3 separate regions of the Mus musculus genome follow, and regions 1 and 2 are each linked to region 3. The links are chromatin contacts, called in public HiChIP or PLAC-seq maps. All regions are on one chromosome and are shown on one strand. The core of a region is the stretch at or near the end of the contact, and the rest is flanking DNA. Distances in the headings are between cores, read along the strand shown.

Evidence for each region. HiChIP or PLAC-seq counts read pairs in DNA pulled down with a chosen protein or histone mark.
Region 1: a contact with region 3 is called in an H3K27ac HiChIP or PLAC-seq map of extraembryonic endoderm stem cells. The contact joins two enhancer-like sites. A contact is called at or near these places in 6 of 39 promoter capture datasets (the SN4741 cell line, embryonic stem cells, fetal liver and 3 more), 2 of 15 datasets of contacts at CTCF or cohesin (CD8 T cells and the NIH/3T3 cell line), 14 of 484 Hi-C or Micro-C datasets (8-cell embryo, the CH12 cell line, the G1E-ER4 cell line and 10 more), 29 of 115 datasets of contacts at active chromatin or transcription factors (the 230-238 cell line, CD8 T cells, the HPC-7 cell line and 19 more) and 5 of 9 other capture datasets (adipose tissue, bone marrow-derived macrophages, liver and 2 more).
Region 2: a contact with region 3 is called in an H3K27ac HiChIP or PLAC-seq map of embryonic stem cells, with 7 read pairs. The contact joins two enhancer-like sites. A contact is called at or near these places in 8 of 39 promoter capture datasets (the C10 cell line, the HPC-7 cell line, cranial neural crest and 5 more), 2 of 15 datasets of contacts at CTCF or cohesin (both in embryonic stem cells), 7 of 484 Hi-C or Micro-C datasets (LSK cells, bone marrow-derived macrophages, embryonic stem cells and 2 more), 15 of 115 datasets of contacts at active chromatin or transcription factors (the 230-238 cell line, the HPC-7 cell line, embryonic basal ganglia and 8 more) and 2 of 9 other capture datasets (liver and macrophages).

What each region holds. Positions count from the first base shown.
Region 1 is chr11:4,403,072-4,407,480 of GRCm38.p6, forward strand. All of the region lies in intron 10 of Hormad2 (HORMA domain containing 2), which reads right to left. Among named protein-coding and RNA genes, the nearest start is that of Hormad2, 36 kb to the right of the region's middle. Within about 2 kb of position 1,375, at least 25 of the 459 cell types and tissues checked have an H3K27ac peak or open chromatin away from gene starts, as enhancers often do. A contact at or near this core is called in extraembryonic endoderm stem cells, where this site is marked.
Region 2 is chr11:4,462,226-4,466,604 of GRCm38.p6, forward strand. No RefSeq gene overlaps it. Among named protein-coding and RNA genes, the nearest start is that of Hormad2, 23 kb to the left of the region's middle. Within about 2 kb of position 2,151, at least 5 of the 459 cell types and tissues checked have an H3K27ac peak or open chromatin away from gene starts, as enhancers often do. A contact at or near this core is called in embryonic stem cells, where this site is marked.
Region 3 is chr11:4,269,406-4,274,235 of GRCm38.p6, forward strand. Lif (leukemia inhibitory factor) reads left to right here. Exons shown (of 4, transcript NM_008501.2): 4 at 1-3,109. Among named protein-coding and RNA genes, the nearest start is that of Gm11958, 14 kb to the right of the region's middle. Within about 2 kb of position 1,951, at least 77 of the 459 cell types and tissues checked have an H3K27ac peak or open chromatin away from gene starts, as enhancers often do. A contact at or near this core is called in embryonic stem cells and extraembryonic endoderm stem cells, where this site is marked.

The sequences.
Region 1 (4,409 bases), core at 125-2,624, 130 kb after region 3:
AAAATATCTCTATAAAACAGTGAAAAGGACATTTATGAAGTTAAGATATTTACTATACACTTGTTTTGGAGGATTACTTCTCTACAGAATGTATCTGTAGAATTCCTACACATCAGTGAGTCAGACAAGTGTGCTGACTTTCACTATTCAGAAGGGAAACAAAAATGAAAACCACAACAACTCATCACTGCCACCCACTAGAATGCTTATCCCTAACAAGATGAAATATGCTCAGCATACAAAATATACCTGATAAAAATGATAGAAATCGCCAAAGTGGATGAAGATGCAAAGCAGCTGTGTGGACCTCGGCACAAGCGCTTGGGAAGCTGTACCTAGCCGGGCTAACTGCATGCATGCCCTTTGACTCAGCTGTCCACTCCTTCCAACCTGATTCCCACCGTCAATATGTCCTGACCGAGCACCGAGCACCAGAAGTCTTAGCAGTGCCTGTCCTAGTGACCCCAAGTCAGAGCACATCCAAATGGATACCAGCGACAGCATGAACAAAAAATGCATGCTAACAGAAGGAAGGATGCCAATGCTCTTGCTAACTGGAGTATGAACTGTGAGGTTAAAACTATGTTTCTAAGCAGCTGGTAGTATCCCACCTCTTGATCTGATTGATGCTTTTGTCAGACTATTCAGCAGGGCCAAGATGTGTTGAGACAAGCAAGAACCCAGGGAGAACAACTTAAGGAGGCTCTCACTCTCTCCCCTGGGCATCTTGCTTGCCTGACCCATGTCCCAGCCGTCCCTACTGTTTGGTTTGTGTCTGTTTACTGAGCTGTATCACTAAGTTATTTATTTGTCTGCATGCATAAAATAATTAGACATAAAACTGTAAAGGGGTCTGAGCTACCTCATACCATAAATGAAATCTCACACACACACACACACACACACACACAAACACACAGAGATTATTTCATTTATGGTATGAGGTAGATAGTATATATGTATATATATGTGTGTGTGTGTGTGTATTTTTAATAAAAAAGACCTCATTTTTATTGAATATGTAAGTTGTCACTTCCAAGTGATACTCCATTATGTTCAGAGCAAGGGAACTTTCATCAGGCAAAGGTTACATATTTGAGGAAGCAATTGGTATTCTAATGGAGTCCTTGAATAGCTGATGGTACAGAATTCAACCTGGAGTTGTGCCAGCAAGGATCTGTAACTCTGATGGTCTTGAGTTTTAAATAGAGCTCACAAGAGAAATTATTCTATGTGGTGAACTTCAACACATCTCTCTGTTCTTAGCTAGCATGCCACACAACCATTGCTTTCTGAGGCAACTTCAGCTGGTTCCATGTGTACTGTGCTCACATTCTTGGAATTCCCCAGCTAGGCAGGTGGTGGACAAGAGGCAGTTCTAGATAACAGGTTCTCAGCCTCGGGCATCCCAGACACCACTGGACACAGGGAAGACCTGAGAACAGAATGCCCCCACCCCCAACCCCGGGGGATGGCTCAGTCCAGGGCCAAAGGGAGGAGAGGGTGGGGAGAGAGGGAGGTGCTGTGTGGTTCCCACACAGGCGAGAGTCCTTAGTCCAGTTGGTGGCACAGGAAGGCCTTTCAGTAGGAGGTTAGACGGGGGCTTGTTAGAGGAAAGCCTATCTCATCGTTCAAGCATGGTGGGCCTTGATGAGCAGAGAGACAGTCTATGGTTTTAGAGCTTTATTGTAGAAAGGCAGGGGGAAAGAGAGAAGGTAGAAAAAGGGAGAGAGGCCGGCCATGGCCATGTGGAGAGAGGGGATAAGAGAAAGAGAGAAGGAGGGCTAGAGAGTAAGAAAGGTGAGAGTTTAAAGTGTATATATGTATATTTAAGTAGATAATTTCTTAAGAATGTCAGAATAAAAGATTAGACTACATTAAATGAACAGCCTTTCTTTACCAAAAGACCACTTAAAGAAGATAAGACAAGCCACAAAAACAGACAAATTACTGTAACATAAATAAGTAAAAAAGAATGATTATCAGAATATTTTTTCTTTTAATTTTGTACATTGTGCATATATGTCTGTCTGTCTGCTGTACACACAATACAGGTGCCCTCAGAGGCTAGACAATAGGTCCCTCTGGAGCTGGAGTTACAGGCAATCATGATCCCCCCTGACATGGGTGCTAGGGACTGAATTCAAGGACTCTGGAAGAGCAGTATAAATTGTTACCACTGAGCTATTTTTCTAGCCCCAGAATATTTTTATATGAATAAAGAAAGATAATTCAATGCACCAGAAAACCAGAATGACTAATGAAAAAATGCTCAAGCATCAACAATAAGAAATACGCTAAAATGATGAGGTGCTAGCATACCAAGCAGACACTGAAAACATGAACTCTGCAATAATAAGTGCTTACAGAATATGAGGTCTGTCTTCCACTGTTGGTATAATAAATATGGGTATAGTTCTTTGGAAAACTATTTTGTCCTTTCTAACAAAGTTGAAAATGTGTAAACCTGTGGTGGTTTGAATAAGAGCCCATAGGCTCATATATTTGAATGCTTAGTCATCAGGAACTAGCACTATTTGAGAAGAATTAGATCAATTAGGAGGTGTGGCTTTGTTGGAGTAGGTATGGCCTTCTTGGAAGAAGTTGGAGTGGGCTTTGAGGTTTTAAAACCCCATGCCAAGTCTAGAGTCCTCTCTACTTATGGATCAGGATATAGCTCTCAGAGACTGTTCCAGTGCCTGCCTGTATGCCGCCATCTTCCCTGACATGATGATAATGAACTAACCTTCTAAAACTGTAAACAAGCCCTCAATTAAATGTTTGCTTTTATAAGCTGTCTCGTCACAGAGACACATCATGGTATCTCGTAATAGTAATAGAGCAGTGATTAAAACAAATCTAAAACTACTATTTTCCCTGTAGACACTCATTTGCATGTACCAGTAAGTGTGCGTATAGATGTGGAGGTAGAGCTTTGTGGCTCTTTATGAGTTCTAGGCCAGCCAGACTACAATATCTAGACAGGAGCGACCTTTCAGTGACATGAGAGACTGAAGCATGTCCCCATAGACCAGGATCACTTGAAGTCAGAAACCTAAGATTAGTTTAGGCAACACAGATTCTGTCTCAAAGGAAAATAAGGGTCAATCTAATGTACACAGAGTTAACTCCAGTACAGGAGGAGGGCAAAGCAGGCAGATTTCCATGAGTTCTAGCCCAGCCTTGTCTATAGAACAAGTTCCAGGCCAGTCAGAGCTACATAGTGAAACTGTCTCAACAACAAAACAAAACAAACCCCTGAACAAACAAAACTGAGTAGAATACAGCAGTGGAAAGGAAAAATACACAATAATGAGATCACATTCTTGACAGTCCAGCAAAAGACAGAAATGACAGAGTCTATCTATATATTTACTCAAACTAATACTCTACAAGATGGCAAAACTACAAGGAAGGACTGTCAGAGCTATAAAGAGAACTCTTCTCAAAAATGTTTTAAAGTAATAAAGATGAAAGTTCCTTGTATCTGTGTGTCAGAATGTGGACGTGAGGACTTTCTAGGAGGAAACACGAGGATGGTTTAGTGAGGATGTCAGTGGTACTTGCGTCAATGAATCCTCTCAGCAAGTCCAGACCCTGCCACTCCTCTTTCCCTGGCAGGCTGCTCTGCTTACATGTATTTGGCAAAAGAGAAGGACAATCTGCTTTTTTTTTCTTTTTGGTTTTCTGGTCTCAGATAGCCCAAGTTGACCTCAAACGTATTATCTAACAGAGGCTGCTCATAAACTTCTGTTATCCCCACATTTGCTCCTAAGGTTGGAGACATGTACAAGCATGCCTGCCTTTTTAACTTTGTATAGTCTTGATAGAAAGTATTTACATTTATACACACACGCACGCACACACACACACACACACACACACACACGTGTGAAGGGTATGTGCATATGTGGGTATGCACATATGAGTATGGGTACCCATGGAGTCTAGAGGTGACAGATCCCCCTAGAAGATGAAGTTATTGGTAGTTGTGAACTATCAGACATAGGTTCTGGGAATGAAACTTGAGTCCTCTGCAAGAGGGTATCAGCTCTTAACCACTGAGCCATTTCTCCAGTCCCTTTAAAATCTTTCTTCTTCCTTTAGTTCTTTTTCTTTGTTTTTTTTTAAGATAGGGTTTTTTCTGTGTATCCTTGGCTTTCATGGAACTCACTAGGCTGACTTTGAATTCACAGAGATCTCCCTGCTTCTGCCTCCCAAGTACTGGAATTAATGGCATGCTCTAGTACAGCTGTTAAGTTTTTTCTTCATAATAAAAATAAAAAATAGTCTCATTATTCTCTTATCCACTATTATTGTTGTTATTATGTTTAGCTTTGCCATGCTAACTATGTCTGTTTTGACATGGAATCAAATGAAAAATAATGCACTAGAATCTAGTTATTTTC
Region 2 (4,379 bases), core at 901-3,400, 190 kb after region 3:
ACCTGTATTAGGATGGCCACAGGGGGCTGAAAACTGCCACCAAGTACTGTCTTCATGGGAACTGGCTGGAGCACCACGGAAAACAGGGGTGAGCACTCCTATTCACACTGTGTCTTCTAGTGCTCCCTAGTCTGTCTAGTGCTCCCTGTTTTTCTTCCTGATTAGGAAGCCAGCCCAACAGAGAGTTTTGCGTGGCAGAACAGAGTTTAGAATGGGAGGTCTGAAGGAATGATACAGCTTTGTAAGCAACAAAGACAGCGGTTTTTAGTGCATGAAGATGCTCCTCCTCTTACGGTGGGGCTGTGTCTCAGCAAACCTATTTTATGCATGGTTGCTTTCTCTCACAAAGGTAAAGATGCCTGGGACCTAGGTAAAATACCTCGGAGTGGCTGAGATGAGCATTCTGTACATCACTAGCCCATAGTAACATTCAGAAGAGAGCAGTTGTTACTCAGTGGGCATCATTTTCACACCGTCATCCTAAAGCTGAAAATGTCAAACCAATGTAAGCTGGGATGGTCTGTGTGTTTAACTGGAAGTTTATAATTCAGCCTGGTAGTGGTAGCACCCGGTGTAGGATAAAAAGACCAAGGAAAGAACACACTGACCTAGACTTGACCCCAAGACCAGGGCTAAGAAACAGAATTCTACCAACCCCTGAGCTTGTCACAGAAACCCACCAATCCCTGAACTCAAAACCCGACTAATTCTAAGCTCACCCAACTCAGGACTTGAAATTCCACCAATCCTCACCCTGGAAAGCTCCACCCCCCACTCCCACCCCCACCCCCAAGAAATCTCACATAAACCTTTCTCTTTGCTCAGCTCCCTGCTGCTTCTCACAAGAACAGAGGCAGCCGCCCTCCTGGGTTTTCCCCTCCCAGTAAGTCTCTTGTGTGAGGTTTGTTGTGTGGTGTGACTTTGTGGTAGTCCTTGGCTCCTGACTGCCAGGATAGCTCTCTGAGTAAAGTGGCAACACTTGAGCAGAGCTTTTGCTGTGCTGCAGCTGAAGCAAAGCTGTGACACTTCTGTAGGGGAAGCCTTTCCCTGCAGAGCTGCAACACGCACATCTAGCATTCAGGAGGCAGAGGCAAGCCTATCTCTGAGTTCAAGGCCAACCCAGTCTACAGAGCAAGTTCCAGGAAAGTCAGAGCTCAAGAAGAAACAAAACAAAACAAAACAAAACAAAACAAAACAAAACAAAACGCCAACAACAAAAACAAAGGAAGGAAGAAATTCATAACTCCAACATGCAGTTATTTTTAAAAACTATAAGAAAAAGTAATCCCAGCTGACTATAGTGGCACACGCCTGCAGTCTCAGCGACTCAAGAAACTAAAGCAGGGAGATTACAGGTTCGAGTCTAGCCTGGGCAACTTAGTGAGACCTGATTTAATATGAAAAAAGAGAGGTGTGTGTGCTGGAGATGCAGTTCAGTGGGAGAGAGCTTGCCTAGCACATGGGAAGCCCTGGGTGTGCCACCCACAGGGTGTGAACAGTAAGCCAGCCCCAGGAACACTCCGCACTGCATAGATCTGCATGTACCATTGTGGCACAGCAGGTCTGTTGACAGCAGCACCAGCCCAAACAGTTGACTAATGCATTGTACAGTGATGGTATGATGACCATGATATAATTAGGCAATAGGAAAATTTCAGTTCCATCCTAATTCCCTGGGACCACTGACACACTCTGTCTGCCATTGCCCAGGATGTCCTTATGCCACACATGACTGCATACAGTGATGAGGGTGGGGTCCCTATAGAGGAGAAAGCACAGATTTCTTAAAAACCAAAATGATGACATTACCAATAAGAAAACCCATGAAGATGGTTTTTATGGGCAGAGGGGTTCACCAAAAGCATGCTGTCTTAGTCAGGGTTTCTATTGCTGGGAAGAGACACCATGACCGCAGCAACTCTTATAAAGGAAAACCTTTAATTGGGGCCAGCTTACAGTTTCAGAGGGGTTAGTCCTTATTGTCATGTGGGAAACATGGCAGGATGAAGGCAGACATGATGCTGGAGAGATAGTTGAGTTCTATGTCTGGATCGGCAGACAGCAGGAGGAGAATGAGACACTGGGCCTGGCCTGGGCCTCTGGAACCTCAAAGCCCACCCCTCAGTGGCCACACCCACCCCAAACAAGGCCACACCCACTCCAACAAGGCTTTGTCTCCTAATCCTGTCAAATAGTGCCACTCCCTCTGAGCCTATCAGCACCATTTTCATTCAAACCACCACAAAAGCCAATGTCAAAAATGGACTCATTTGAGCAACAAAAATGAAGTAGGATGTAAATTTGTTCTTAGAATTAGAAAAGATGGTATGACACAGGGCTATTAAGGAGATGATTATATGTAAAGACAGGATCATCCATCTCTGAAAGACTGGCAGTGTCAGCGCATCAGTCCTGAATGGCAACCCAGGTATGAAGTAAACACCACAGGCATCTATTTTGACTTTAATAAATGACTGTGTAAATCAACAGAGGAAGCAGCAAATCCCCTGTGCAGAGGCACTCCAGACAGACACATCGGTTTTTCTTAGGGCATGGAGACTTTTCTCTGTGACTCCTGCATTAGGGAGGCAGTGATGCCGGATCAGGTGTTCAAGGTCATCTTGAGCTACAGAGTGAGTTTGAGGCTACTCTGGCCTGGGTGAGACCTCCATCACTAAGTATGGGCTTCCAAAGGGAGCGGTGTGAGCTGGGAGTATGGTTGGGGGTGCAATACTTGCTGAGCATGCTCAGTCAAGGCCATGAGTTTGGTTCCTACCCCTGCCCCCAGGACTGCAGGAAATTATTCACAGTTCAAAGCTTCTTTTTTTAGGTGCTGGGGCTTGATCTGAGCACCTTGCAGATGTACTAGCACTAAGCCAAGCCAAGCCTAGAAAGTTCAGAGAGACATTAAGTCACCAGAAAGTTTTCTTCTTTTACAAAAATATATGTGCATTTGAAAAAAATTAAAATGTGACTATTGCTTAGTCCAGAAACACTGTTTTTCATAACTTCCGATTAAAAGAGTCCTGAAGCATACAAAAGAATGTTAGAGCATAGGACAGCAATGGGTCCTCTGTGTACAGGGTGAGTGCTGTCCAGCGAGGGGCATCTCCTGATGATCCATGCATGCCCTTCCTGGGGTGTGCACAGGATTTGTGGATGCTTTACCAGGCAGCTGCGTTACACAGGCCAGCAGAGACTGGACAGGCTTGGTTTGATTTGGTTTGTATTTTTGTCTCTCTCAGGGCTGGGGTCTTATGTATGATAGACAAGAACTCTACCACTGCTGGATAGTGATGGCACACACCTTTAATCCCAGCACTTGGGAGGCAGAGGCAGGTGGATTTCTGAGTTTGAGGCCAGCCTGGTCTACAGAGTGAGTTCCAGGACAACCAGGGCTACACAGAGAAACCCTATCTTGAAACACCACCTCCCACCTACCCCCCCCAAAAAACTCTACCACTGAGACACAAGCTGCCCAGTCTGGTTGGCAGTTTTAATATTTTATTTATTTTGAGATAAATAAAGGCTCACTGTGTCACCTTGTCTGTTCTGGAACTTTCTTTGAAGATTTGGCCGGTCTTGAACTCACAGAGATCCAATAGCTTCTGCCTCGCAAGTGCTGGAATTAAATGTGTGTACCACCACACCCAGTTAGTTTGTAATTTAAGTGGAAAATAAAATACATGCTTTCCATAAATGAAACAAGAAAACACCCCACCCTGCCACACCACAAAAGCAGCCATCCTGAGCTGGCCTCGCCTAACCCACTGAACCCTTAAAAGCCCTGGCACAGAGAAGGCTTTGGTTTCTAAAAGGATTTTAGGAGAGGTGATTTTGCCTTGGGGGAGATCCCTTCATACCGTCTCTGAAGCAAAAGGACCACACTGCAAAGAAAATAACCACCCACAGGACTAGGAGGTCCCTGACCTCAGGGGCGGGGAGCCTAGTAACACCCCAATATCAGCTCCTCTGGTAGAAAACCCTGTTCTAAATTTCCAAACTGTGGTAGCCTCAGAGTAGCGAAGGTCAAAGGTGAACAAATGCATGCTGTTGCTGCTGAGCGGATGGGAACGGTGTTTCTAGGTCACGGGATCCTGTACAGTGAATGGGGACAAGGGTTACAACATGAACCTGTGTGCCATCCTGGGTGGAAGGAGGCACTCCAGGGAGACACTGTGCCCTCCCTCTGGCTGCCAGACTCTTAAAACAATGGATCCCAGGGAGTGGAATTTCCTCAGGAATTTCAATCCAGGAAGGAAGTTTGAAGCCTGGAGCAGCTGAGGAAGAAATTGTCTCCCAGGGAGAGGCTCCTAAACTCTGGTGTGTCAGACCACCTAGCAGCAGAGCCAGGAGTCCAGACATGATGACAGTGGGTC
Region 3 (4,830 bases), core at 701-3,200:
AAATGTGCTGGGGTTTGGGACATTGTTAAATGCAAAACGGGGCTGCTGGCAGACCCCAGGGATTTCCAGGTACTCACTGCACTCTGGGCTGGGCCATGATGGAATCTGGCAAAGTTGAAACTTCCATAGGCAGAGCTTCTATACAGCCCAGCACCAGCTAGAAATGGCAATGAGGGTGTTGGTCTGAGAGATTTCTGTCTCACTCACTCACTCACTCACTCTCACTCACTCACTCACTCACTCACTCAGCCCCTTGCTTGCTGGGTGTATGAACAAGCTGCACAAGTTGTCTACAGCAGACAGCAAAGGGCTGGGAAGTGTCCTAGACCCCTACAGAGTCACCATCATCTGGTCCTTTGCTGTCTCTCAGAGAAACTTTGGAAGGCTTGGTTGGGATGTGAGAGAGCTAAGGGGACTGGGATCCAGAAGGAATCCTTTTATTTTATTTTATTTTATTTTATTTTATTTTATTTTATAAGTTTTGTGGGTGGAAGGGTACCCTGGGGTGGAATGATGGAATGTGTCTTCTCTTGAGTTGGATGAGAGAGTTCAGGCTTAGAGACTGTCAGATGGAAGAGTCTAGGTCACCAGTGTTCAGGCTCCCACAGAAGCACAGCGGCCAGCTTCCAGTTGTCAAAGCCTGACGAACTCGGTTAGCTTCTATGCAGTTCCCCCCACAGCCTGGCGTGGTTGGGGTCTGCCAGCTGGACCTAGAGGTGAGGTGTGTGCAGGCAGGAAGAGGCAGGCTGCAAAGGCAGGTTCCCAGAGTCCTCCCGGGGAAGGACCTCTAACTGTCTAGGAGTCAGGGAAGGAGCAAGGCAGCCAGCCATTGCTGAGGCAGTAGCCGACTGCAGCTCTCATCTGCTTCTCAACCCCTGAGAACAGGTGATCTTGAGCAGACAGACAGGTAGCATAAAGTAGAATGTCGGGTCTGAGGCCCCGGAGGTCGCAAAGGTACTTGAAGGGGACCAGAGGGCTGTCTTGGGTCCCTGGAGCATGGAGAAGCAGAACTTGAGGTCAGGGTCTCAGGGAAGATGAGGCCCAGAGTGCTGTGTTTGATCCAGCACAGCTGTCTATTTATTACTATGTCCTATTTATATTAACTTATTGGTGCTTTAAATGGCAAAGTTAATTCCCCGAAATGGTATGAGGCTCCTTCCATGGGAGCTGGGGCCGAGACTCTCCACCTAGTGGGGCCTGGTCTGGAGGCACATGATTGTTACAGGTGCAGCTCATGGGTCAAATCAGAGAGCTGGCTAGCTCCTCTGTCTCCCACTGTGACTCACTTTTAGGGTGTCAGGGTCCCCCAGAAAAAGCTGGGCCAGTTTGTCTCTCTGCTTCTGTCTCTGTCTCTCCGAGTCTGTCTCTGTCTGTCTCTGTGTCTCTGTCTCTTTGTCTCTCTCTGTCTCTGTCTCTCTCTCTCTCTCCCCGCCCCCCCCCCTTCTCCCTCTGGTCTCCAAGGGGGTGGAACAGTTTCTTGTTGTTTTGTCCCACTGAGCTCTCTGGCACCCCCTAGATTCCTGCTATGCGGTGCACCATTCATAATGAAGTGAATGGCTCTGGAACCTTGGGCAAAACTGATTCCTTCCTCAAATCGTAGCTGAGGAGTGCTGAAACATCCTGACCCGGCACCCAGCGTGCTTTCGACCAGCATGGAAGCTCCTCGGGTGGCCCGAACACCCACAGAGGGTGAATACAGGAGGTTGGAGCAGTGCAGGCCCTGAACTGGGCCTGAACAGCTGCCCAGTGCGCCAGAGAAGGGGAGATCAAGGCCCGAGACGCCTGGGACACAGACCAGGAAGCTGTGGTCCTTGCTTCATCGCTGCCTTCCCACTCCCGCCCATGTCTGGGCTCCCAGGCAGGGAATCCGATCTGATCTCTCCTTTGTGCTGAGGCCAGGCAAGCAGAGGAACGCCCTCGATCTGGGAGCAGGGTAGGGAGGAAGGCAGCCAAGCTGGGGCAGTGGCTGACTACAGAGCTAGCTGCCTGCCTCTCAGGCTCTGAACAGGGCGGTCCTTAGCAGTTCAGCAGTGGGATTCTGCTTCACGCGGTTTTGCACCTTTCTCTGTCACTCTCTAAGCACTTTACCTGGACGGCAGGTGGACAGGCCCTGGAGCTCTGGCTTAGGAAAGGCCTGGAACCATAGATGCAGCAAGGAGACTATGGTGGGGGCCACGCGTGTCAGCGACAAAGTTACTCCACCGTACTCCTGTTGCTGCGTCAGGCTCATCTCAGGACTGGCTGCCCTTCTCCAAGCTGAGAGTCAATTTGTCTAAAAGCCAAGATGATGCCACAGCCTGGGGCCTGTTGGGCTTTGTCATCACTTCACATTTGTATGGACTTGGACTCTCTGGGCTCCGCCCACCTGGCAGCTTTGAAGGCTCAGGGACCAATGGACTCTCTCCGTGCACGCCCCCGTCCCCCCAACGCAACCACCTACCTGCGTCTTACTCCATCAGTTGCCCAGCATCCCAGAACCATTGAGCCTTTGGGGAAAACAGACTTTAGGGGCAGGTAGTTGCTCACCTGACATCTTTCACCTGGAAGCATTGACTTCCACCGAGCATAGTAGGTAGTGTGTCTGGACCAGAGAAAAAGGGATGGGGCATTTTGCAGTTTATCCAGAGAGAAGCAAAGGGGCCTTTATTTATTATTTAAAACTTCAAACCTGAAAGCACTGAGAGTTTACTGGTCTGCCCCCCTCCCCCCACTCTTGTCTATTTCTGTGTCCTTGATCCCGACTCAAGCAACCCAGCTCTGCTTTGCCTGCTCTCTGGAGCAGACATGGTATGTGGGCCAGGACCCCGGAGTCTTGCATGGTAGCGGCTTCAGAAGGGAAATGATATGGCTGTCTGCATTCGGATGACTCCCCAGTCCCAGCCCAGCCTCTCCTTTGCACTGCTGCTCTCCCTCTTTCCTTTCCTTTGGAAGGGACTTGGCCTTGGGTGACAAATTCCTCTTTGATGAATGTACCCTGTGGGAATGTTTCATACTGACAGATTATTTTTATTTATTCAATGTCATATTTAAAATATTTATTTTTTATACTGAAGGAGTGTCTTTTTTTTTTAAAGAAAAAATGAAATAATAAAGAACTCATTCTTGTTGAGCCTTCTGGAGTGCATTGATTTGGTGAGGGCTTGTGGGGGAACCTCCTGTTGGGACTATAGGAGGATTGGAAGATGAGATTTCCTCCATCGGTCCAGGAGGGGTAGGAGGGTGGTATTTGGGCCCAGAAATAACAGTGAGTGGTGTTTAGAATATGAGGTGCCACTAAGAGAGGGGACCGATGGCTTCCATGGGTACTGGTGTGACATCTCACTAAGCACAACAGCCAGTTTGTTCCCGGTTAGCTGAGGAGAGAACTGAAGCCCAGAGCGAGGAACTGAATATCCAGAGTAATCTAAAATGTCGAGGTCACCCCTCCCAGTGAGAGGTGACCCCAGCTAGTCCCCAGCCCAATGGGTGTGGGCCCACTCAGCTCCCAACCCTCATGTTCTCTCTGCGTGGAGTTTCAGGGATTTGGAAATGGCGTCTGTCTGGAGCTCCGTCACCCAGGAAGGGTCCACAGGCACAGGAGCAGCATCAACATTGGTCCAGAGGCTCCTATCAGAATCACACGAGACATTGTGCCCTAAGTGGGCTAACTAAGCAGCCATGACAGCATTTCTGCAAGGCTTTTTTGGGGGGGGTACCGATGGCTCTCAGGGAGTGCTTCCTCCCACAAAGAGATGCCTTCTCCACAGCACCCTTTCTCTATTCCTTGGGGAACAATGGGGGTCAAACTGTTAGACACAGATGTGTCTGGTAGGTCCCCTAAATATCTCCTGTACTTTGCTCTGGGGTTTGAATCTTGGGCTCCCCCTGAGAGATTCATTATGGAAAGCAGAGCAGAGTTTCTGCATCTATGAATTGGTACACAAATGTGTATCTTGGTTGTTGCCTGGAGGCAATGGCTAACCCTTCTGAGAAGATACCAATGATGGAAAGCTTTTTAGGCATTGGTAAGTCCAAGGCAGGAGGTTACAGAATCATCGGGCAGGCATCTTCAGCCAGCATCTCATCTTCTCTCTGCCAGGATAGGACTGACTGCCTCCCACTTCTCCAGCTCTGCTTAGTATGGGCTTCGCAGGGAGCTGGTGAGGAATGTGGAGTCCCAGTGTCTTGCCTCAGTGATGAGAGGCTGCAGCTTCAAAAACCAGCCAGACTCCCTGGGCATCTGTGGATATGTGGAGTGAGAGGAAGGCTACCCTCACCAGCCCCTCATGACATCACCCACTAACCCAGCAAAGTGGCCTGGGCCTGGCGACCAACATCGGGAAAGGTTCTGAACATCCCCTTGCTGGAAGCCCACGTGTCCTTTCCTCCTGCGGGCAGATGAGTGCTGCCCCGCCCAAACAGGCCCTTATCCATCCTTAAACCTTATCTACAGTTCAGGGAAGAGCAGATTGAAGATGCTTAGAAGCACAGTCAGGAGCTGCAGGGGTGTGGACCTAAGGCAGCCTCTGGGGTTGGTTTCTCACCCAGGGCTTTGGTTCTTGGGTTGAATCCACCACCTGCCTGCCCTCTGGGAGAGGCCCTGGCCTGGCCTGATGGAACAATGGACTATTAAAGGCCATTAGGTCACACTGAGAGTACTGTGACAATCACTGTGTGATAGGAAGAAGCGGTGGTGGGCCTGCTGTGCTGGGAAAGGTTGGCTGGGGTCCTTGCCTCTCTCCATCACCGTTTATCTCTCAATCTATGAACCTGTGAGAGCAATCAGAGAGGAGAGCGGCCCTCTTTACTTAAAGTGGTGCCCGAGGGAGCTAAGGGACAGAAAGACAGAGA